2 separate regions of the Mus musculus genome follow, and region 2 is linked to region 1. Evidence: chromatin contacts called from public promoter capture Hi-C data. All regions are on one chromosome and are shown on one strand. The core of a region is the stretch at or near the end of the contact, and the rest is flanking DNA. Distances in the headings are between cores, read along the strand shown. Region 1 overlaps Zfand3 (zinc finger, AN1-type domain 3). Region 2 overlaps Btbd9 (BTB (POZ) domain containing 9).

Region 1 (6,459 bases), core at 2,652-5,151:
AGGAAGCTCAAAGATTCAGCCTTTAAAGTCTATGGAGAATTCTGCTGTACAGCAAGCATTTAGAATCACCAGTCTTGGGAACGTCAGCCTGACCTAGACTTAGATTGGACTCTTGCCTCTGCTAACTGGCCTTGACTAAGTTTACACTTAGGTAATAAAAGCACAGGCTGTGTGAAGAAAGTAGGAGATACTTTTATTCTTGTTTAATATTTTACTGCGTGCATTTGCGAATGTGTGTGTTTTGAATATGAGGATGTAAGCGAGTAGGTATGTATCGTTCTCTCCTGTTAGGCTAAGGGGCCTGGGGATTGAACCCAGTTAGCCAATCCTGTGTATAAGTGCCTAGCCATACCACTGGTCCTCTTGTTACCCTTGTATGTGATACATAGTCGTTATAATGCTACAATGATTTCTTGTGGGACACAATGTAACTCATAGTATTTGCCTCTTATGCTTTCCTTAAGGTTGGAATTTATGTTTCAAGCTTAATGGGTATTTAGAAATGTAATAGTTTAGGTTATCAAGTCTACTAATTTGGGGAAGGTTAGCAGGGAAAAAAATAATTTGTTTAATACTTTCACATGTTATTATATTCAGTTATATTGAGAATATAAAACAGAAGATCTTTAGAGAGTTTATTGTTTAGCAGGGACATTCAATTTAAATCAGAAGATGGCAAAGAGGAGTGATTATTCCCCTTTTTCCTCTCAAAGCAACGCAATGCTGAGAGACGAGAGGACTGCTAACATCTTATATTGCACAGGACAACTCTACACTGGAAGTGATCCAGCCCAGTTCTGTCCGGATGCTGGGGTTAGAAGCCGGACACATTCTGTGTATACTTAATGTTAGTAGGTCAGCGTTTGTAGTAAGTGTTATTGAAAGGCACTGGCTTACTCAGAAATGGTATTGAAGACAGAATGCTGTGAAGAGACACTTCACACATGTAGTGTGAGCTGTGGAGGAAAGCTGCCTGGAGTTTCTCTTGGGTAGTGACTTCATTCATGGAGAATGAAGTTGGAAAGTTAATGATTACCAAGCTTGAATGAATGTCCAGTCAAGCTACTGGGACTTTGAACAATAGCTGTGGTTCTAATGAAGAGACAGTGATAGTGTCACTGTCCTTTTGAAGGAGCAATCTGACAGTATTGTGAACAGGGATAGATTATAGCATTCCAGAAAAGGAGATTTTAATATTATAACTTGTTTAATGGAACTAGGAAGGGTGTGAAAATCATTTCAGAAGAGAAGAAGGATGTTAACAGTGTGTCAAGGAAGTAGATAATTTTGCTTCCTCCTTTCTAGTTTGGATGGCCTTTCCTTCCCTTACATAATTGCTTTCGCTAGGACTTATGTAGAGTGCTGTATAGAGGTAGCGTAGAGTAGAGTAGAGTAGAGAGCCTTCTTGTCTTCTTTCAGATCCTAGGGAAATGGATTCGACTTCCTCATTGGTTATGCTGTTTGCTGTGTGTTTGGCACATATGGCCTTAATTGTGTTATTGTATTATCTTTTCTATATGCCCCGTTCATCAGAGCTCTTATTGTGGAAAGTGTTTATTTCTCCTGTACTTTGGGAGTCTCATTCACTAACCCAGTTGGTCTCAAGCTCATAACAGTGCTCCTGTATGAGCCGCCCCCGAGAGCTGAGGTCCCGGGGAGAGCCGCAGTGCCTGGATAGGATGCTGAATGTTACTGTCTTGTCTTTGTCTACTGTCCCTTTTCTGCTGGTGTGATACACAGACTCACTCACTGACTTGCCAATCGTGAACCATCCTGTGTCCAGGAGCTGGGTCTTGTTCATAGTTTGTAACCATTTCCATGTGCTGTGGGGTTGAGGTCGCTTGTATTAAGAAAATGTATGGGTTGTTTTTTATCAGAGATAGTAATTTTCCTTTTTGTGTACCTGTCCTTGTCTGCTTTGGTGTTGAGGTAATATGATCTTATACATGAGTTTGAGAGAATCCTTCCCCTTTAAGTTTTTGAGGTGGATTACAAATGTTTGTTGTTGTCTTCTTTCAGAGGTTTGATAGACTATGTGATGATTCCGTCCAGTTCTTTTTTTGTTACTAAGTTTCGCTGGCTTACAGTAGGTCAGTTTAGATGTTCTATTTTTCATGGTTTAATGTAGAATTTGATCATCTTCTTTGGGTTTCCAGATTGTGGGTGAGTAGATATTTGTAACTATTTGAACTATTTGTAATAGTTCCCGGTGATCCTTTGTATTTCTGTGCCATCTTTTTATTGTTTCTGATTTTATTTATTTGACTCCTTATTTTTACTATTGTTGATTTTTTTTTTTTTTAAACTTTCTTGTACTTCTCCCACCCCCAACCTACAGGTCTTAATTTTGTTTGTTTCTGCTTTGGTTCCTCCTTTCCTTAATTTCCTGATAGGTTTTTTGTTTGTTTGTTTGATTTTTTTTTCCAGCTCCTTAAACTATCCTTTTAAGTCTTTTGTTAGAATCAGATCTTCTCTCACCTGGGTTTTGGTTTAGCTCTCATTCTATTGTTGTCCTGCTTAGTTTTGTGTCAAATTGACACATGCTTGAGTCATCTGAAAGAAGGGAGCCTCAACTGAGAAGATCTGGCTGCAGGGCATTTTCCTAATAGTGTAGCAAGCTCCTGGGCTTGAGCAGGCTGAGCAAGCCATGGAGAGCAGCACTCCTCCATGACCCCCTGCATCAGCTGCTGCCTGAAGGTTCTTGCCCTGCTTGAGTACCTCTCCTGGTTTCCTTTAATAAAGGACTACAATGTGGAAGTGTGAGCCAAATAAACCCCTTTCTATCCAATTTGCTTTTAATCGTGGAGTTTTGTTTATTTCAGTAGTAACCCTAAATGAGACAAGTTGCTCAAGCTGACATCAAACTCTTGACTTTTCCTTTAATATATGACATTATTCCCCACTTGATGCTATGAGAACATTGTTGAGTTGTTCCTAAATTTTGGCTGAGATGTCCTTTGCACCAGAGATTAAAAAATGGAGGTTTGGGGTGGGGTGTTAAAGGTAAATCTCACAGTGAGCCTGGACTTATCTCATATTTGTGGTCTTCTGTCTCTATCTCCTGAGTGTTAGAACTGAAGAAGAAAGTCACAATTTCTAGGTTCTAATGCCTCTCAACATGTCCTTTATGGCCTATTGTTGGCTCTGGCAAAGTCTGAGCTGCTCTCTGCAAAGTGAATATCACTGCTACCAAGTAGATAAGCTTTTTATTTGATTTTCCAATTAAATTTCTAGTAATCTGTAAGGGGAGCCAGTTTGGCCCTTTTCAGATTGGCTTCTGTCGTAGGGCAGTTATTGGACAGAACAGGCCAGCAGCTTCCAGTAAAGTGTTTGGAAAATATTACCTATTAAAAATATTTTATGGTTTCCTGCTGGGCTGGTTTTAAGTGAAATATGGAAGGGCGATTTATTTACAGCTCTCTCTGTATGTGCCTTTTTCTTCTCTTTTCTCTAATGAAGCTTGAGGCATCAAGCCGTTTATCAGAGATAATTATACAACAGATGGAGCTTTTCTGATATATAATAGTCTCAAAGTGGAAGATTCTCTCCCGTAATAAAGAATGCCCAAACTTTAAATGTCTCTTGATTTTAATTTAAGGTTTTTTTCCTCTAGTACATTTATTTATTAGTTCTAAGGCTGGTTCTACAGAGCTTGCTGCTTTCACTAGGGCCTTGTTCTCATAGATTGATACTCTGCAGTGCAGTCGGGATGCCCGTTAATGTGCTTTATTGAATCAAATAGCTGTCATTCAGGAGTCATTGTGGATCATCTTTAAGTCAGTTCTTGTCTGTATGCAGGACTTGAGTGTTTGCGTATACAGACTATTTCTGCTCTACCTTGTTGAAGTTCCTGCAGTGTCAGTTGACCTTTAACCTGTCAAAAATAAGAGCCAATCAAAGCGCAAGCACCATTTGCTAGAGCCTTACCTGCTGCCTCAGCTCCAAATCCTGCCTTCAGGCAGTCGCAGGGACTATGACTGCAGTTTCAGTTTTGGGTTAACAGAATGACATATGTGCCTGTTGATGCTCTTTTCCTGTTTAGCCTTTAGGCTCAAGCACTCTGATAATGTCTTTGTTAAATACAAACATAGAAAATTGTAGAAGGGAATTCTCAAATTTTATATTTTGTGTTGTCCTACTTTCTCCTGCCCGGGAGTCCTTCCTTTTCCACTTGACTGTGCTGCCTGCCTGCTCACACCATAGTCTCTGTGTGCTGCCTGTGGGCTCACACCATAGTCTCTGTGTGTGCTGCCTGTGGGCTCACACCATAGTCTCTGTGTGTGCTGCCTGTGGGCTCACACCATAGTCTCTGTGTGTGCTGCCTGTGGGCTCACACCATAGTCTCTGTGTGTGCTGCCTGTGGGCTCACACCATAGTCTCTGTGTGTGCTGCCTGTGGGCTCACACCATAGTCTCTGTGTGCTGCCTGTGGGCTCACACCATAGTCTCTGTGTGTGCTGCCTGTGGGCTCACACCATAGTCTCTGTGTGTGCTGCCTGTGGGCTCACACCATAGTCTCTGTGTGTGCTGCCTGTGGGCTCACACCATAGTCTCTGTGTGTGCTGCCTGTGGGCTCACACCATAGTCTCTGTGTGTGCTGCCTGTGGGCTCACACCATAGTCTCTGTGTGCTGCCTGTGGGCTCACACCATAGTCTCTGTGTGTGCTGCCTGTGGGCTCACACCATAGTCTCTGTGTGTGCTGCCTGTGGGCTCACACCATAGTCTCTGTGTGCTGCCTGTGGGCTCATACCATAGTCTCTGTGCGTGTTTTGCCTGTGAGCTCACACCATAGTCTCTGTGTGTGCTGCCTGTGGGCTCACACCATAGTCTCTGTGTGTGCTGCCTGTGGGCTCACACCATAGTCTCTGTGTGCTGCCTGTGGGCTCACACCATAGTCTCTGTGTGTGCTGCCTGTGGGCTCACACCATAGTCTCTGTGTGCTGCCTGTGGGCTCATACCATAGTCTCTGTGCGTGTTTTGCCTGTGGGCTCACATCATAGTCTCTGTGTGTTTTGCCTGTGGGCTCACATCATAGTCTCTGTGTGTGCTGCCTGTGGGCTCACACCATAGTCTTGATCATCAGGTTGGCTGCTACGGTTTACAGTGTTTATGCCAAAATAGACATTAGTGTCTATATCAACAGCCATGCAACTCTAAAACAGTTCTATTGACAGTTCTACTGCAGCTTTAAGACTTGACTTCTCTTCTCTTCTCTTTCTCCCCCCCCCCCCCCCCAAGACAGGGTTTCTCTGTGTAGCCCTGGCTGTCCTGAAACTCACTCTGTAGACCAGGCTGACCTCAGAACTCAGAAATCCACCTGCCTCTGCCTCCCAAGTGCTAGGATTAAATGTGTGTGCCACCACCGCCTGGCAGCTTTAACTTTCTATGCCACTATTATTTATGTTACTCTTTTTTAAAAAAAGATTTACTTATTTATTTTACATATATGAGTACACTATAACTGTACAGATGGTTGTGAGCCATCATGTGGTTGCTGGGAATTGAACTCAGGACATATGCTTGCTCCAGCCATGGGCCATGCTCTCTCCAACCCCGCTCTCTCCGGCCCAAAGATTTATTTATTGCTATACACTGTAGCTGTCTTCAGACACACCAGAATAGGGCACCAGATCTATTATGGATGGTTGTGAGCTACCATGTGGTTGCTGGCATTTGAACTCAGGACCTTCAGAAGAGCTGTCACTGAGCCATCTCTCCAGCCCTATGTTACTCTTTTACTGGGCATAATTTATGAATTAAACTTTATTGTAAATATGGATAGGATACAGAATTTGATACTGCCTGCAGTATCAGGTATCTTTTGGGGAGCCTTAAAGGATAGCCCCTTAAAATTAGAAGGACTATTAGAACACTGTCCATTTTATCTAGGTTTCTTAATTATTTAGGGAAAAAATGCACATTATTGGTAATGTTAAAAAAAATTTCTTCCACTAATGGTATTTTAAATTTTAAAGTATATTATTACAAGCATATAAACTAAAATTGACTTGTGTGTGTGTGTCTCTCTGTGTGTGTGTGTGTATGTTCACATGGGTGGTGTGTTTGCATGACTTAGAGGCTAACATGTATATGTGAGCACACGGTGGGGGGTGGGGTGCATGTGGAAGCCCCAGATGGACATGGGGTGTCTTTTCCAGTTGCTCTCTGTCTTTGTTTGTGGAGAGTTTTGTTACTTGAGAGTCATGGGTCCAGAGCTCACCTGTTAGCTAGTCCAGCTAGGCAGCTTAATCCAGGTTTCTGTCTCTGCCTTCTGTGAAAGAGAGGTCTTACACGCGTTCGCGACCGGCCAGGAAAGACGCAACAAACCGGAATCTTCTGCGGCAAAGCTTTATTGCTTACATCTTCAGGAGCAAGAGTGCAAGAGAGCAAGAGCTCTATTGCTTACATCTTTAGGAGCCAGAGCGCAAGAGCGCAAGAGCAAGAGAGCGAATGGCGAAA
Region 2 (6,459 bases), core at 1,705-4,204, 320 kb after region 1:
TCCCTCCAGTCCCAGGCCAGTGGCTGGCCTTCTGCAGTAGAAACTGACAACTGACTCCTAAACGTTCAAATTTAAACAAGATCATAAAAATCACGGGACACTCTTCTGTTACACAACCTGTGAGCATTGTAACAGCAAGTTAGGGTCATAAAGTATCCGGTACTCTCTTTCTGTGTGTCAACAGTTTTCTAGAGCCAAATAGTTTTCCTGAGGTGGCAGGAAGCAGCTCCCTCAAGCTAATACAAAATGCTTCTGATCCCGCCCCCCAAACATTGATCTTTCATAGTCAAAGGATCATACTTTCATTCACAATAAGAACCAAAATGAGTAAGGTTGTTATAACATTCCCAGTTTTCTACTCATAAAAAGCCATAAGGCATGAAAACACTGCCCCAGATCATAAATCAAACAGTTACTGAGTAGAATGAACTAGGCTGTTTTCAAGAGAATAATACAAATTAATGATTTTCCTCTTTTGTTTATGCAAAAAATATAAAGCTTTGAACATGTTGGAAAATAGTCAGTCTTGTCATAGGAACCAAGGATGCAGTGCTACAATGACAGCAACAGTTCAGGTCCAAACTCAGACCGCTCTGTGGCGAGCAGAAAGTCTTCATCTATGTACAAGGAACAATGGGTTCCCATCTCATGCCAACACTGAGGGTTCAATTTCACAATATAAGAGCTACATCTGGCCCTACCACCTCAAACATGCACAGAACATCTTCAAAGATGTCAGTTCTCTTCTCTGGCCCCTCTGACGACTGAAAATTGCAAAAGACCCATCGCACAGGGAGGGGCACTTGAGGTGGAGTTAGTGGACTGGGAAGCACTCAGCGGAACCAGTGAACCTCCTTACAGCGGCTTTCTATACAAGTCCAGCCCTTTACTGCCCCACACTGAAGAGCCGGGAGGTTGCGGTCTGTTTACTTCACTCACCGTACACAGAAGGGCCGCTGGCATGGGAGTGAGTCTGAGTGAGGCTGGCAGACAGGGCCTCGCTGACCTTGCAGGGACATCTGGAAAGTAAGGACACTGAAGAGGAGGAACGGTAGCGCAGCCCCACGGGATGCTCACAGGGAACAGGATGTGCTCAGGAATAAAAATGCCTCACTTAAGCCATCTCAATTACTTCACCTGCTTCTTCCTAGTTACGGGTTTAAAGCGGGATGACAGAAGACAGTAGGGGAGTCAAGCTTCCCAACCTTTGAGCAGGGGGAGCTGGGCATGAGTGTAACCTCAAAGGACACAGCACACGGAGGACACTGGAAAGGAGCCTCACACCCTGTATGACAATGATAAAGCAAATGAGCACCATGAGGTGAAAGTGACCTACACCGGACTCTGTCAAGCTTGTGGCAGGCAAGCAACCTCACAATGACCTCAACTGTAGGATGAAAAATGGCCTTCACGACTGTCATTACTTTGATTCTTTCCTTTTAATTAATATCTTAAATAATAGTAAAGGTACTATAAGACTTTCAAGTTTATCAAAAGGAGCCTAAGTTTTAAAATGTTGAAAGCATGCTTTTGTTTTTTAAGATGTAAATAGGCTTGAGAGAAATAAGAGGGTACCAGGAGAAGGGACTCATGGGACAACTTTTAAAATTTGGGCTTAAGGCTAATGGTCATGTCAATTAATATGCTAATGAATAAGGCTTCCAGAGTCTGGTCTGCTGCTTGCCAAGTTCTCTGATGAGTTAGTGGCAACAGCCATCCTGTGCCCCTTGCTGAGCCAGTATGCTAAACAATGTCCTAACTGCTTTCCAGAGGGAACACCACCACCCAAGGTATGGGAGACAGCCCAGAGGGAACACTGACAGACAGAAGGCTGTGTCCATCTGTCTTTGTGTCCCTCCAAAGATCCACTCTGAGGACTGCCTACCTTCAAGCAGAGAACCAAAGCCACCAGCAACCCCCAACCCCCCACCCCCACCCACCCCCGGTCAACAATGGGGAATGCTTTATCCAAAAGGCAAACGCTGCGAAAGAGAAGTAGAACTATCTAGCAAGAAATGACAGATGGGTCTAGACACATAAGGTAAAGGACAGACTCGGCTCTGGTGACTCTCTGAATATTCATAGAATCTATAAAAGTCCAATTCTTTCAGAACGCAGTCTGTTAGGAATGAATATGCAACTGTACCAAATAAAAACACTGGATTTCTCCAAAAGTACACAAGGAGGGAATTTTCCCACCTCCAAGTGCTGTCACACATCGCTGCTGGATAAAGGATTATCTGAAGTTCATATTGACTTGTGATTTATACTCTCTAACTCAGGGCTCAAGGATTTCTCCCCTCCCTTCAAATGGATTCCCTCTCGAAACATTTCACTCAGCACACAAGATGATGCATACTCCACAGATGTTTCTTTTCTAACTTAATTTTTTTTTATTAATTATGTGTGCAGTGTGTCTGTGTGCGCACCTGAGTGCAGTTGCCATGGAAGTCATTAGTGCAGGGGTTTTGAGCCATCTATAGCCATCCCTGACTCTGCAAAGCAAACTGGGTACCTCATGAAGCCTAGCTGATGGCCTTAGCTACTAAGCCACCTCCCCAGTCTTTCAGGAGATGTCTCATAGGTGTGCTGTTGGAGCTAGCTAACTCTGAGATCAAAATGATCAGGCATACTGGGTCCTACATAGGGGACACTGGGCAGCAGTGTGGACGAAAAGCTTGTCCTCAAGTTCCCTCGTTCAGTATGTGGAAAGAGAAACTAAGAGACAGGAGCAGAAGATCAGGAAAGGGGCCCATACGGAGAGAAGAAAACTGCAAAGAATACTCAGGGAGAGAAGGACAGTCGATGAGGATGGCCAACCCTCAGCACCACATCACAGCCACTCATGCCAGAGGATTCCAGACACTCTAGCTACTGGGTAACAGCTGGGGCCCAGCTCTTTTCTCCATTCCAGGCAACACTGAAGTATTATTCAAGACCTAATTAGGCAAGCCTGGCTAGAGTAAACTACAGGCAACTGGCAGTGCAGCAAGCCAGCTCTGCAGAGGAGGAGTTGGGTAAGGGCATGCTTCAGGCACGTGAGAACAGATGGGTTTAAGACTAAGGTGCCCTCAGTCTCACACTCCTGTTGCAACTTGTTGCCTCTAGAGGAACACTGTCAAGTCACTTTTCTATGAACAAACATCTCTAGAGAGACCAAGAATCAGGTAACTCCCAACAAATGACCTGGGCCAGAAGTCTGATCATTTATAACAGAAGCTACCTTCCTGTGAGAGTCTGGCGGCCTGCAGCACCTGTCTTTGGTACCCATAGCCAGATCCCAGCCATCTCGGTCTTCTCCAGACTTGCACAAGGTTATCAAGGACAAGCCACAACGTCAGAACCAGTCTGTCATCTACACTCCATATTCATGGGCAGAGGAACACTATAAATACTTCCAAACAGCAGACTGTACCAAGGAGCTGAACAGAACATAAATAAGTTGCTTCATTATTTAGAGGCAAAGATACTTCTCAAAGCCGCATGGTTCTCTTGATCTGCTCCATAGTACTAACCAACAACAAAAATACAGAGCAGGGAGCAGCCCATGAGCACTGGACAGAACGTTCTGTTTACAATCCTCTGCCAAGCAGTACCCTGAACCCTTCCGCTCACAGCCCGAACCCAACAGTAACAGAGAGCAGGCATCAGAGGGAGAGCGGGTGTCAACTACTGACCCTGCACACATTCAATTTAATAAAAAAGTTCTTCTCAGACCAAGAAGACAACAGCAACACTCCTAAGCTTCACTTTACATAGTAAGTGCATGGGTGTCACTTTGATCTTGGCCATGTCTGTTGTTGACACCAGGCCAGTTATAGGCTCCACAGTGATTTTTCTTGCAAAATTACACACAAAACAAATGGGGTCCATGGGTATAAATTCCACAAAACAAAAATCTGTACACTGAATGAAGTTAAATTTTTTTAAAGATTTATTTATTATATATAAGTACACTGTAGCTGTCTTCAGACACTCCAGAAGAGGGTATCAGATCTCATTACAGATGGTTGTGAGCCACCATGTGGTTGCTGGGATTTGAACTCAGGACCTTCAGAAGAGCAGTCAGTGCTCTTAACCGCTGAGCATCTCACCAGCCAGAAGTTAAATTTTAACCATACCAAATCATATAGCATTTTTAAAGACACACACACAGTAACAAGTGGCAGAGTCTCTGGGGTCTTTGGTGATGGCCTCTGCCAAGCCTGCCTTCTGTCAGCACTCTTCTCTTTACTAAGCCAACACTACTTAGGTAACACAACAGAGCAGAGGAAAAAAAAATACTATTAACAAATTAAGTACTCTTGTCTCATGCTCTTCAGAGGAGTGTGCCAAGCCCAGCACATTCGTCACGGCAGTCTTGCAGTCTCGGAAGCACGGTGCCCAGGGACCGCCTGCTCTGCATTCAGCACACAAATCACTTTGACTGTGATCATATGCATTTATCTTTATTTTTAAAATCTCCTCATTGTTGCCAATGGCACTTGAGCATTATTATTACTAATCCAGCTATTCCTAATAACAGTGTTTAAGTAACTTGTCATCTTGGGAACCTTTACAGACAATAGCTAATTAATTGTCAAGCATTTAATGTAACAGAATTCTAATCTCCAACCTCTGAAGCAGGGTATTTATTTGTTATTATGGCAAAACTTTTGTTGGAATTGCTTATTTATGTAATATATCTTCTCTATCAGCTCAATTCTAATTTCTCTATCTGCTTCTGTAAGTAAAATAAACCATCACATGCACAAAGACGCGGACAGTGCACTTCACACACAGCAATGAATCGCTCGCGACTGCTTTTATTCACACTACAATAGATTCTTTATTATATGCAGGAAAAACAAAACAAAACACCATAGATTATATCTCTTGTTTGCAAGATATGCTCACAGAGTTTCGATAGGAACAAGAACCTGAAGATGCAGCATGCTATGTCTTAGTGTGCGAGGGAACATGATACTCTGTTGACATCTTGTTCCTACTATCAAACAACCAGGGAGGTTCCCAATCAGGTGTCAGAGAAGCCATGTAAGCTTCCTGGTGAAACGTCGCCACAATCTTCAGAGGCCTCATCTTTAGTCTGCCAAACAGCTGAGCTGAACACTGCGCTGACAGTTTTTAAACTTGCAATAGTCATTTGAAATCAATATTTAAAAGGTATAAACAAGATCATTTTTGTCTGCAAATCTCCTCACACACATAACCCCATCCTTTCCATATGACAATGCAAATGGTCTGAATCCACCAAAGAAGAGAAAGGTGTCAAAAGACAGGAGATAGAATCCCTTTCTCCTGCCCTTAATGAGGTCTCCAGAGCCAAAGGCAAACAAGTAACAAATGGTACCTTCCACATATTGGGGGTGGGGGTAGGGAAAGCTTGTCATCTGAAATTAATTGAACTTAGCCATGCCAAGAAAACACTGGTAATAAACCCTCCCCATCTAAATTAAGGGTTTTATACCATGAAAAAAATTTATGGCAGTAATTTCATCTGGGTTTTTCAAGAAGTGCTTGCTGATTTTCTTGTACTCAGTAGAGAAATCCCCAAGGAGCCATGTAGACTGCAATAAGGCAGCCTTCTAAAGAGACACCATTTAATTTCTCACTCCTCCTCCTGCACCATCCACACACTTCTACTTTGTTCTGGCTCAGTATTAACTCCCTCAACACAATCCTCCTCCCTGAACTCTCAGCAGCATCTCCCGATGCTGGTACACTGGTACTGGACCCGCAAGTCCCATCCTCCAACACTAGAATATTAGGGTCAGGCAAGAGCCACAGAGGCCCTTGGAGCTCACACATTCAAAACTCTGGGTTCCAGTTTGCTTGGTTTTGCTTAAGTTTCTTAATGACAAAAAGCCACCCTGATAAAGAGCAACAAAAAGTTGTAACTTCCAAGTAAACCCACCCCTCAGCTCCTTTAATGTTGGCATCAAAATCTGGCAAGCAATCTCAATTGCCAATCTCTAGGTCCTCCAAGCAGCCAGTAACAAAACCATGCACTGTGACTCGTAAGGGGTCTGCAAGCCTTGGCACCAAGCCTTCCTGCAGACCAAGGCACTCTGCACAAAACAGGTGTGGAGTTCTCTCAATACTATCCAAAGGGACTGCTGTGATTAATAAATTTATTAAAAACCAGAACTAACACACAGTAGCTCTTTTGGGGCAGTTTCTCAATCAATAAATGCTGTATGTAAAAGAGCTAATTCATATTACTAAAAATATTTTTGCTGTCAATATGAGTTTTATGTTGAGAAAGCAACTAACACATGTTAGTGTTTGGGTACACAGAGAGGCATCAGACACTGGCTTAGCCCAGAGGCAGGCACAGTAGGCGTTAGACACTGGCTACCACAGAGGCCAGGATGGAAGTCTTGGCCTCTTAGCATCTATTCCTTCTTTCATGGTGGTCCTCACCAGCTTACAGTTCACCCACATCTTGATATAAAGAGA

Evidence for each region. Capture Hi-C pulls out chosen DNA fragments and counts their contacts.
Region 2: a contact with region 1 is called in a promoter capture Hi-C map of pancreatic islet. The contact joins two enhancer-like sites. A contact is called at or near these places in 9 of 484 Hi-C or Micro-C datasets (the 3T3-L1 cell line, the AML12 cell line, Th2 cells and 5 more), 1 of 115 datasets of contacts at active chromatin or transcription factors (embryonic basal ganglia) and 2 of 9 other capture datasets (embryonic stem cells and pancreatic islet).

Annotation. Positions count from the first base shown.
Region 1 is chr17:30,135,975-30,142,433 of GRCm38.p6, forward strand. The region is part of intron 3 of Zfand3 (zinc finger, AN1-type domain 3); the gene reads left to right. Among named protein-coding and RNA genes, the nearest start is that of Zfand3, 130 kb to the left of the region's middle. Within about 2 kb of position 3,902, at least 5 of the 459 cell types and tissues checked have an H3K27ac peak or open chromatin away from gene starts, as enhancers often do. A contact at or near this core is called in pancreatic islet, where this site is marked.
Region 2 is chr17:30,455,552-30,462,010 of GRCm38.p6, forward strand. The region is part of intron 6 of Btbd9 (BTB (POZ) domain containing 9); the gene reads right to left. Among named protein-coding and RNA genes, the nearest start is that of Btbd9, 120 kb to the right of the region's middle. Within about 2 kb of position 2,955, at least 32 of the 459 cell types and tissues checked have an H3K27ac peak or open chromatin away from gene starts, as enhancers often do. A contact at or near this core is called in pancreatic islet, where this site is marked.